Regions from separate parts of the Cricetulus griseus genome. Here region 2 is linked to region 1. The links are chromatin contacts, called in public Hi-C maps. All regions are on one chromosome and are shown on one strand. The core of a region is the stretch at or near the end of the contact, and the rest is flanking DNA. Distances in the headings are between cores, read along the strand shown. Region 1 overlaps Rin2 (ras and Rab interactor 2). Region 2 overlaps Rin2 (ras and Rab interactor 2).

Region 1 (5,444 bases), core at 1,143-3,642:
TGGTGGGGCAGCGGTAAGACAAGATTCAAGCTGTACAACTTTTCTGTATCGTGTGGGCATTGCTGGGGCTAAAGTAACTTTCTGGCTAAATGAGGGAAGTTTTTAAAAGGTATTTTATATAGAGTTCCTGTGTTTAAGATTAGTCATTTCTAACATTTATTTGCAAATTAGTTTCCCTTTTGTGACTTTTTGACTTGTTCTTATTGACACTTGAGAACTTTAGAACTACTAAACATAAGCACTTTTCCCTCAGTAATAAAGCAATAAAGTTTCTTTGGTGTTCCTCCTCTGGGGACAAGGGCCATTGTTTGGAACACCTGGCTGTAATACATTTCAAGTGTGCATTTTAAATTCCTTATTCTATTTTTTTTTTAGGGTGGGGGGCATGATTCAGAATTTTGCAAAAATAAATTTGCATTTATTTGAGGGTGCAAGTAAGGCTGCATTTGCTCTTATCTGTATTCCCTGTTTCCAAAGAGATTGTGACTGATGCCATGTTGAATGTCAACTATAGAAAATCTACCAAAAGCCTTGTTGATAGAGCAAAGCTGAGTTTATTACCACCAGGACGATAGTCCTATTGGTGTCTAGGCCACAGGCCACAGGAAGGTGTATTGATAGGCTTTGGATGTCAAGTCCCATGTCCTTTAAGCCACCACTTTCAAGACATAACATGACAGGATTTTAGCAAAGCTTGGTAGGTAGCATCTCTGGGCTGATGGACAGACGTTCCTGAGGGAAGTCTTGTTGAGTAAATCATTGAAAAGCAAGCTGTTTTCCCAAGTGAACAAATTGTCGGGATTTCCTGCAGTAAATAGAAAAGCTATTTATTGGTTTATAGCCTTGACTATGTGGGCAAGAAGAAAGAAGAATTAAGTTGTATTGACACAAATGACCTCCGTTCAGTGCAGATAGTTAAGCTGTGTCCTCATAAGCAATCTCAATTCTCAATAAGTTTACTCAGCTTTCATCAGACCTGTGTAACTTCTCCCCACATGAGACAGATGGGAGGAGGTGAGAGTCCTTTGGTCTCTTGGGGACCTGGAGCTGAACCCCAGGGCCCTAGATTGTGTCTTACACTGAGATATGCTTGCAAAGACAACATCTCAAGCCCTGCTTCATCCCAAAGCATTGCCTAACTTAGCCTAAATATTGGCTAGTCCTTAATTACCACCTTAGGATGTACAGCGAGCCCTGTGGAATCATAGCTTACATAGTAGTTAGACTTCAAAGTCAAGGCGAAAGAAGAAAATAGAGTGAGGTCAAAACTGTGTTTGAAAATTTCTGAGGAGATGTCCTGTTGAAACCAATGAACTGTCCATCTGAAAGTTGGTTTTGGTCAGTTGTTTGTTTGCTTGTTCCCAGCCCTGGGAAAGTGGTGGTTTTCATTTTTAATTTTCAGTAGACCAGCAGGCACAGTAATTGACTTGTAATACTGTCTGATGTTATATGAAGGAATCACCAGGGAAGAGATGGAAGCTAGTTAAGCAATCATGAGTCCTGTTTCTTGACCTCTCCAGGGTCAGACCCATTGGGATATTCTGGCAAAGATGTCTGAACCATTTATTATTATCTATAGTTTTGACAGAGCTTAAATTATATACTTGAAGTTAGATGTTCATGTAAATGGCAGTCACTTTTATTAGGGTTTTTTTTTTTCCCATCCCGTATGTTGACACACATTGTTGATCTGTGTTCTTCACCATCATTAGGCATAGAGTTATCCACAAGGATAAAGTAATACGATTTGAACATTTATTAATAACAAGCTGAAATCCAGTGGCCCATACGATATGCCCTTCTGCACATCCTAGGACTCGTGGGCTCATCCATTATGCCTCATGTTTATTGAGAGCCATGTCTTTTAAGCACCTGTGACTCCACCAAGCTCTAACCCAGGCCAGCTGGAGAAAAACCAAAAGCCACTCCTGACCTCATGGAACTGTTAGTCTGGTGGCAAAGAAGGGTAACTACCAAAATCAGCACACAGTATTATCAGTCATGAAGAGGACAGTCCCTGGGATAAGAAGTAATGGGGCCTCTGAGAATAGGCAACCTACCCTGTGGTTCCAGAGAAATCTCTATTAAGGAAGTGGACATTCACTTTACAGCTGAGACTGGAAGGTAGGAGTGGAGCTAAGTTTCAAATGACGCTTATGCAGTGGTAAAGCACTTCTCCACAGACATCGTAAAGGAGGAGGGTTCTTGGTTCTGATCTGAATTCCCATTAGGCTTATCATCCTTCATGGCTATTAATGCTCTGTGGTTTCGTGCAGAGCTCATTGAAAGAACTCAGCCACCTCATCTTCATCACAGCTCTCCCTACCCAGTGTGTGCTCTAACCAGAGCTACCAACCACAAGTGTCAAGCTTTGATTTGTGGTTTCTCATGTGTCCTGGCTTGGGGGAGCAACTTAGGTTAGAGAACACAAGGCATGTGGAAAAGGCCCAGATGGTATGACGATCCTGGAATAACTGTGGTCATTGTTCCTGTAGGGTCACATCCTGAAAGCCACATAAATCCTGTGCTGGACACGCATGTTTTCCAGTTGTTCACAGCACCATGATTAATTTTCCTTAGCCACCTGTGACAGCCGCTGTCTTCCTGCTCTATAAGGTCATTGTGTAAACATGGGGATTTGGAGAGACATGGAGCCCTAGATAGAGTAACCAGGTATCTGTAGCTAGGTAATAGGTCTGTACACTGGCTACAACCAGATTTGAAGGGAGAATTGGATGGAAGAGTGTATATTAGATGACAGAGTTATGCAAGAAAGTCTCCCAGGCTGAAGACATTCCAGGTGGATCTGATTTAGGAATGTGGATGCTTAGTCATCATGATCCCTTCTTTTTCCGAATCTCACAGCTTCCTCCAAGCTCCCCTACCCAATTCAGGGACCCAGTACTGACAAATCTTTTACAGGTCCCCCAAGTCTATAACCTTCTTCCATAACATCTGCCATCTGCTTAGGACCTCATTCTTTCATGAGTAGACATCATGGATGATGCTCACCATCCAGCTACTCTACCATCAAATTGATCTAAGTTACCTGCTTCAGATCAAGTCAGCAGGCTTTACCTTCACATTCTAGGAACATCAGGTTGTATCTGCTTTTCCCTCAACTCTCTATCACCTGTTCTGATGCAGCAGCATGCGTCTGACACAAAACCTTTGACTGCCAGCCTCCAAGGTTTTCCCTCATACCACCTGTGCTTCTGAGCTATCTTTCCAGGCTGGGTAGACCCACCTTACCCACTGGTCACAGAGCTCACACAGGCTGAGTGAGTGATCTGTCTTCACTTTTATCGGAGATAAAAATCAAAGTAGAAATGGTGTGAGTGTGTGTGTGTGTGTGTGTGTGTGTGTGTGTGTGTGTGTGTGTGAAGTGTAAGTGTGTGTGAAGGGGCTGGGTTGGGGAGCTTGGGAGAAGGCTTGGTTGATAAAGCACTTGCCTCACAAGTATTGGTTCAATCCCCAGAACCCAGATAAAAAGCTGGGTGCACTTTATACACTTATAATTCCAGGGATGGCAAGATGGGAGGCATAGACAGGTAGGTCCCTGGAGTTCATGGCCAGATAGCATCCTATTTGAAAAAGTTCAAGACCAATGAGAGATCCTGCCTTGAAACAAAAAAAAGGAAAGGCACCTAAGGAACAACATCCAAGACTGGCTGTCCCCTGATCTCCAATTTCACCACACACACACACACACACACACACACACACACACACACACACACACACAAACCTGTGTGCACACATAGAAATGGTATAAAAGAAAGGTATAGCTGTGGTTCCAATATAATTCCAGAATTTAAACTTCCATCCACAATTTCAGTTCCATCAGAAGTTTTTCCTGTTCTTTTGTCATTATGACTCATCTCCTAAGAGGAAGTTCTTCACTCACATAGTGAAGAATGATGCCAGAAGGTGACCAGCACACACCACCCACGTGTATAGGAATGCCTTTGAGCTTCCTTGGCTGGCCTACCCTCCTCGCCTGCCAGAACTTGTATGTAGAGTCCCCCAATACTAAGTGTAAGGGACAAGGTGAAAGTTAATCTTAATTAAGCAGGAGGAAAATGTGTTTGGATCACGACCCTGCTCACCTTTGCCTCCCAAGCCTTTTGGACATCCCAGAACCCATCACAAACCAGCTGAGAACCACAGAAAGTATGGCACATTTAGACTTACCTAGCATGTGTAAGACCCTAAGTCCCATCTCACCCTCAGCTGGGTTCATTTGAGGACCCTGATCACTCCAGAGACTCCATTTCAGAGATCCTTCTGTGTGCTTGGTTTGCAGAGGTTAGACCAGGTGCTGAGCTGTGCTTGCCTGTTAGAGATGGAAAACCTGCAGCTACCTGTCATAGAAACCACAGTGGAGCTTTCTTTTCTGGCTTGATAAAGGATGGGGTGGTTTGGCTGAAATCTGGCTCTGCTGAGTGGGTGATTGATTCTCTTCATCTCAACTGAGTCCCCTTGACTGTCAGTCTTTCCTGGACACCTGAAATGCTATTCCGTCTTCAAGAACCCTATCTGCAGAACAAACCCTTAGTCATCCAGAACTGCACCAGTCTCACTGCAGCTTGGACCTCAGTGACTCTCTCTACATTTGAGTTCTCAGAATTGCCTTTGTCTAGCAGTTCATTTCTCCACATGCACAACCAAAGACAATTCACTGTTGCATAGTCATGGAAAGATATGACAGAGGAATGGAAAATGACAGGTAGAAATGCAAACCCATTGTAACCAAAATTGGATGCAGCAGATCCTCTTGTGGATGTGTGGCTGATTTAAAGCCATAGAGGAGAGTGTTAGTGTTCCTTCGACCTCCCTGCATGTCCGCTAGAATGTGACTAGGTTGTATCATCTTCCAGTGTCCATAAAGCTCACTCATATGGTCTATCACCAAATACACCAAAATACCTTGTAGTAGAAACAATGGTGATTAGAAATTTAGTCAGAGTAACAGTTTAGTTGTGATATTGCAAAGCTTTGGTATTTGGCTTCTGATTTCCATAAATACATTTTTTCACAGACTTTCTACAGTGATAGAAAGACTATAGAAATCATTGCCCCATGGAAACATATGCAAGCTACAGATGTAATTTAAGATTTTTCTGGAGCCACATGAAAAATGTTTGATTTTGTTGTGTTTTGTTTAAAAAAAAAACCACACAAGTGAAGTTAATATCAAAAGGCAAGCTTTATTTGGCCTTGTGTATCTACAGGATCTCGTGAAAATAAAAATTGTTTATAAAAATATTTTATTTTGTATTATAATTTTTAATTGGCAATAGTATGTTTTACCAGATATAACATGTCATTGTGAAATATGTGCCAAAACACATTTTTTAAAATCCATCTTGTGTTTTGCACTCAGGCATGTCTCAGCTTATATCAGCTTCATCTTGAGCGATCAACAGCCATACAGGGCTGGT
Region 2 (5,444 bases), core at 1,849-4,348, 86 kb before region 1:
TCTTGACTCTCAGGACTTTGCAGTTATCTTGGGGAGACGGGCTCAGCAGTAGGCTCCCAAGGCAGAGAGCTACTACCTATTGTACCCTCCACTCTCTGAGATGCCCCTCTCTGCTGCTGCCTTAGCTCCTCCTGATGTCTGTTTCCAGCCATCTTCCCCTACATGATTGCCTACCATGCTGTCTGCCACTTGGGGAATGTGACAAGTTGTCTCCAGGCTCCTGACTTGTTGTTCTTCCCTGTCATTAAGCCCCTTGTGTACATCAGTCTTAAACAACAGGTTCCCTTCCGAGATGGTAATATCCACAGCTCTCTGAGTCACAGGGAATGACAACAAATGAACTTCTGCACAATACAGCTCCCACCCATCCTGGTGCCATTGTTCATTTTGTCACATCAGAACACAACAAATGGCATTAGAGTTGTAACTGACAAACATCTTCCATATTTAGCAGGGTTTCCAATAATGTGATTTTTCTCAAACTAAATCCGTCACCTTTCAATTCATTCAATATGCATTTCCAAAGAAGACACCATACTCAAGCGCCTGTCACAGACTGCAGAGTCACTTTCCTCACCCCCACCTGAGTAGCTTTCAGTCCTGATGATTGCATGCAGAGGTTCTCCACCAGGCCTTCCCTGAGCCCCCAGGTTTTTGGGCTTCACACTCATTTTGTTCTTGCGTTGTTTGGATGGGCTCTCAGTCTGGTGTCTGTCTTTCTGTCTCTGACCTTAAGGATTCCAGTCCAAGTAAGGTTCTGGGCGGCTAGAGGCAAGGGCCCAAATGGAGAGCTGTCAGCTGTCTTCATCCGAGTTCGCTCTAGAAGCAAACCTAAACAAGGATGGTTGGAAGTAGTTTACTTGGGATGGTCAGAAGTAGTTTACTTGGAATGTTCTCCAGAAACCCTTAGGGGATACATATGTGAGAAGGGAGGGAAGCTGTGGCATGAAGTATATTGAGCATCACATGAACCACATTCTCATTTGAGGTCTTCATTGGCCATCCCCCTCAGTCTTAGGATGAAGGCTATTGGGGACCGGTTCTTCAGGTCTACTGGAAGAGCCAGAGATGCTCTCGAGCCAAACAGTGCAGATGCTGGTGGTGTGAAGTGGAGTCAGGTGGGTTGGTGCTAGAGCTAAAGCCCAGTCGAATCTACATCGTTTTCTCCAGGGTCGAGGCTCCAGGTTAATACAGTGACATGCTATCCTGTGTCTGAACCATATGACCCTAGACAGCCATGCTCAAAGTCTACAAATGTCTCCTTATCCAAAGAGAGTTTGAAAGCCAGATGTGGTGCTCCTGGTGACTCCTGCAACCTTTGATTTCATTCCAGAAATAAGATGCCACCAAGAGCATGCCATGTTTGGGACAAGAGGGTTCTCTGTCTTGCCAATGGCTGATGAGATAAATGGATTTGGGTTTTCAATATGGTTCAGTGGTCAGAATGGAATTTAAACAATTTATACACATGAATGGGTGTTATTATAAAAAGCTACTTATTTAGAACATTATATATATTCTTGCACAGTTGACTCTCCATACTGGCTGGTTTTGCTTGGATCCAAGAATTTGAATAACTCCAGATAGAAAACATTTGATGGTAGAGACATAGCTCAGTAGTTAAGAGCACTAGCTGCTCTCAAAGAGGGCTGGGATTTGATTCTCAGTATCCACATGGCAGTTTACAGCAATCTGTAACTCCAGTTCTAGGAGATCTAACACCTTCTTCTGGCCTCCGTAGGGTTTGCACAGACATACAAGCATACATAAAATAATAAAAAAATTAGCCAGGCATTGGTGGTTGCACACCTTTAATCTCAGCACTTGGGAGGTAGAGGCAGGTGGATCCTTGTGAGTTGGAGGCCAGCCTGATCTACAGAGCGAGTTCCAGGACAGGCTCCAATGAAATACAGAGAAACCCTGTCTTGAAAAGAAACAAAAAAAATTTAATATTTGAGGAAAATAGGTCTGTATTTATTTAATGTGCACAAACACCTCATTATCTCACAAATAGCAACTGGTTGTTGTTGTTGTTGTTGTTGTTGTTGTTGTTGTATTTGAATTGGTTATGCCATCTAGAGGTGATGTATCTTATGCAGGAGGATGTGCACAGATTATATGCTGGGTACCATTTATGGAAGAGTCTTGAAAATGTGAGTTTGGTAACTTGTGAGGTCCTGGAACCTGCCCTTCTATGGATACTGAACTAAGACATGCCTGTGTATGAAAAGCAAGTAGGAAGGGGAAAGGGTCACGATCCCCTGAACAAATTGAGAGCATGGGAAGAGGGGGAGGGGAGCTACGAGAATGAGAAGGGAAGAGGAGGAAGGATGAAGAGGTCATGAGGGAGCAGAAAGGTTGAGTCAGGTATAGATTAGAAGAAAGGATATGTGATAGGTAGGGTTTTAGTTGGGGGGTGGTAGGGGAGGAAGGGAGGTAGAAGGGAACTGGGATAGTCATGTAATTCAATCTTGTTTGTAATTCAAATAAAAAACGGCAAAAACTCAAAAAATGAATAAATAAAGTAAAAAAAAAATCATGAAAGCATGCAACACCACTGTCCATGATAAAAAAAAAGAAAAAAGAAAAAAAACGAAAAGAAAAAAGAAAAGCAAGTAGGTTTGGGGAAATGATATTCTTAAATGCAGTAAATAGGTTTTTATTATTATTATTATTATTATTATTATTATTATTATTGTTATTATTGTTATTATTATTATTATATACAAAACTCTGAGTTGCAATAGAAGTATGGCCTTTGCCTAGATCCAGATCTCTTCTTAAAACTTATTTTAAGAATTACCCTATTCTAGAAAGAGAACAAATGCAGTAATCATGCCTGAGATTGCTAAGAAACAGAATTCTACAAACTTCAGGTTCCCTGCAAGAGGTAAACACAGTGGTCTTGAGGAAGGGGTCTCTGGGAGAGATGGAGGGTGCCTCTGGAGACTTCATGATGTTGAGAAAGTCAACAAAAGAAATAAAATTGAGGATCTTACAGAAAGCAAAGGCAATCAATCATAGCAGAGGCCAACCCTGAGAGCAGACCCAGCCAATAAAGAAATGACATGATTTTAACACTAGAGGTCGTATTTGAATCAGGAAACCCACTCAGCCACCCAAGTACTGCCCTTGCTTGCACTCGCTCTAACTACTGGTCTAGAAAAGGACACAGGGTGCAAACCCAGAAAATAGAGAGGATTCAAGCAGAGCTACAGCCTGAAGAAAAAGGAGTTTGAGAGTCAAAGCATTTCCCATCATAAATATCACAAATGTTCTCATAGCATCTTAGGCATGTACTCACACACACACACACACACACACACACACAATCAGTCAATCAATCTTTTTTTTTTTTTTTTTAAAGTGAGGGTGGAGAGATGACTCAGTGATTAAATGCTCTTCTAGAGGATCCAGGTTTGATTCCCAGAACCCAAAGAGCAGTCCACAAGGTCCTCTTCATGCACATAGTACACAGACATACATGCAGGCAAAACACTCATTCCCATAAATAACGATGGTGATGATGATAATAATCATAATATAATAGATTTAAAAGGAAAAGAAAAATGAGAATGCTTATAGTGTTTTTGCATGTGTTGCTTTGTGATCGTTGTTAACTTTAGACTATGAGGAAGGTAGTATTCTTCCAACAAAGTTAAGAAACAGCAGCACTCATTCAGCCTCTGTGTTCTCTTGGACACTGTACCATCAAGATGAAAAGTCTTTTCCATTCTCCTCAAACCTGTGTGTGGCTTCGTGTCTCACTTGTACCTACTAGAATGGGGCAGAAATTTTGCCACATTCTTTCTGAGGATAAATTGGAAAGGAAAAGATAACAGGGTGTCCATTTTGCTTTCCTAGATCTGTGAGCTGCATCAGCTAAGCAGATAGACTGTTCTGAGACTACATGCTATAAGGAAGCCTAAATTAGCCAGAGAGACCAATGACAAAGCCCTGAACCACAGGGAGACATGACCTACTCCTACAGGCCAGCTGCCTGACCACACCTCCTCCCATCCCCCAGCCTCACATCCCAGCTCCATCTACCATCTGGCCACAACCTCATGTGATACTCTCAGCCAGAACTGCTCTGCCAAATTCTTCTGGAATTCCAGACCCCCGGAAACCATGGCAATAAGAAAATGAGTATTGTTTGAAGCCACCGAGTCTTATGGTCTTATTACACAACAATGAATAATTAGGATGAATATATTCTTAAGTAATAACAGTGAGTTCCAGAGAAAAACAGCAGCTTGCTTAACAACATTTTATGTTAGTTGTTGTTGTTTTGGACACTTTTCGAAGAAGCTGAGAGAGTAGGGAACGTGTTTTTGAGAAGAATTATGTCCCTCTTAGACTCATCTCATAAATTAACCTTTCCCATCGAGCAGAATTGAGATATTTTTAGATGCCTTCCTTTTCCTTTTGTCTTTCTGTTTTGTAGCTGTGAGGCTGTAACTCTCCATTGCTTTTGGCAAGAGCTGTGGAGTAGATTGTTTGTTAGAACTATCTACTTTGCCCACTGATGGAACAAAGCTGAAAAGATGCTGGGTTCATAGTACATTGCACTGACGTATGGTTTTGTTTTTCCCAGACTGGATGTGAGATTCATGTGTGATTATATCTGTGAACATAATTTGGTGGCATATAGGAGAATATAGTGGAAGCCCCCAGGAAGGCAGAGCCCACCAATTGCCCGGGGAGGGGAGGACCACAATTGAGAACATCTTTTGACTCCATAGCTATCAGGAATGAGCCACTTCTTAGCTACTCTGTCTTCAAATTCATCTGCATTAAACTTGGTGAAGCCCCACTTCTTTGAGATGTGGAGCTCCTTCCTGGTGGCAAGGGGAATTGAACTCGGTTCTAGGCAGGACCTTAATCACATGTTCTTTATTCTGCAGCTTGGTGTATCAGATGGACCTGATGACCTAGTGGGTTCGAACCCTGGTCACTGTGTGCTAGGGCTTCCCAAAGGCACTATACATGCCTATCTAGAGTCTAGTCTGGGGGCAGCATTGAGATTAGGGGTATGAGGAGCTGCTAGGAAATTGTCTTGAAGGTCCCTTAGGAGAACAGGCTGTATACGTGCCCAACAAGGCTGCTGTTTGCCACCAGTGCACACTAGGTCTCCATGGGATGTTTTGTTTTTTAAGTTAGTATTAAAACTGAAAGGGAAATTTTACTTTAGTTGTCTGAAGCAAGAGAGAAAATTATAAGGGATTCATGAAATCTCATGGAAAATAATCACCAATTTTTAAAAACAGAGTTATAGGAATTAAGACCCACTCTGCTCTCAAGGGTTTCTGATGAAGGCCAGCATTGTGTTGCTCCCAGAAACAAAACATATCCAATAGCTTAGGCCATAATAAAGAGAAGTAACTTCATATTGAGTATTAGAGTAAGATTTCACTCTTCGTAGTATGGAGTCCAATGCTATG

Evidence for each region. A called contact is a pair of places that touch in the nucleus more often than the background predicts.
Region 2: a contact with region 1 is called in a Hi-C map of the CHO-K1 cell line, with 5 times the contacts expected there. The contact joins two enhancer-like sites. A contact is called at or near these places in 6 of 8 Hi-C or Micro-C datasets (the CHK-Q cell line, the CHL-YN cell line, the CHO-K1 cell line and 2 more).

Annotation. Positions count from the first base shown.
Region 1 is chr6:33,220,794-33,226,237 of CriGri-PICRH-1.0, reverse strand. The region is part of intron 3 of Rin2 (ras and Rab interactor 2); the gene reads left to right. Among named protein-coding and RNA genes, the nearest start is that of Naa20, 110 kb to the right of the region's middle. Within about 2 kb of position 2,392, at least 2 of the 6 cell types and tissues checked have open chromatin away from gene starts, as enhancers often do. A contact at or near this core is called in the CHO-K1 cell line, where this site is marked.
Region 2 is chr6:33,307,430-33,312,873 of CriGri-PICRH-1.0, reverse strand. All of the region lies in intron 1 of Rin2 (ras and Rab interactor 2), which reads left to right. Among named protein-coding and RNA genes, the nearest start is that of Rin2, 27 kb to the left of the region's middle. Within about 2 kb of position 3,098, at least 2 of the 6 cell types and tissues checked have open chromatin away from gene starts, as enhancers often do. A contact at or near this core is called in the CHO-K1 cell line, where this site is marked.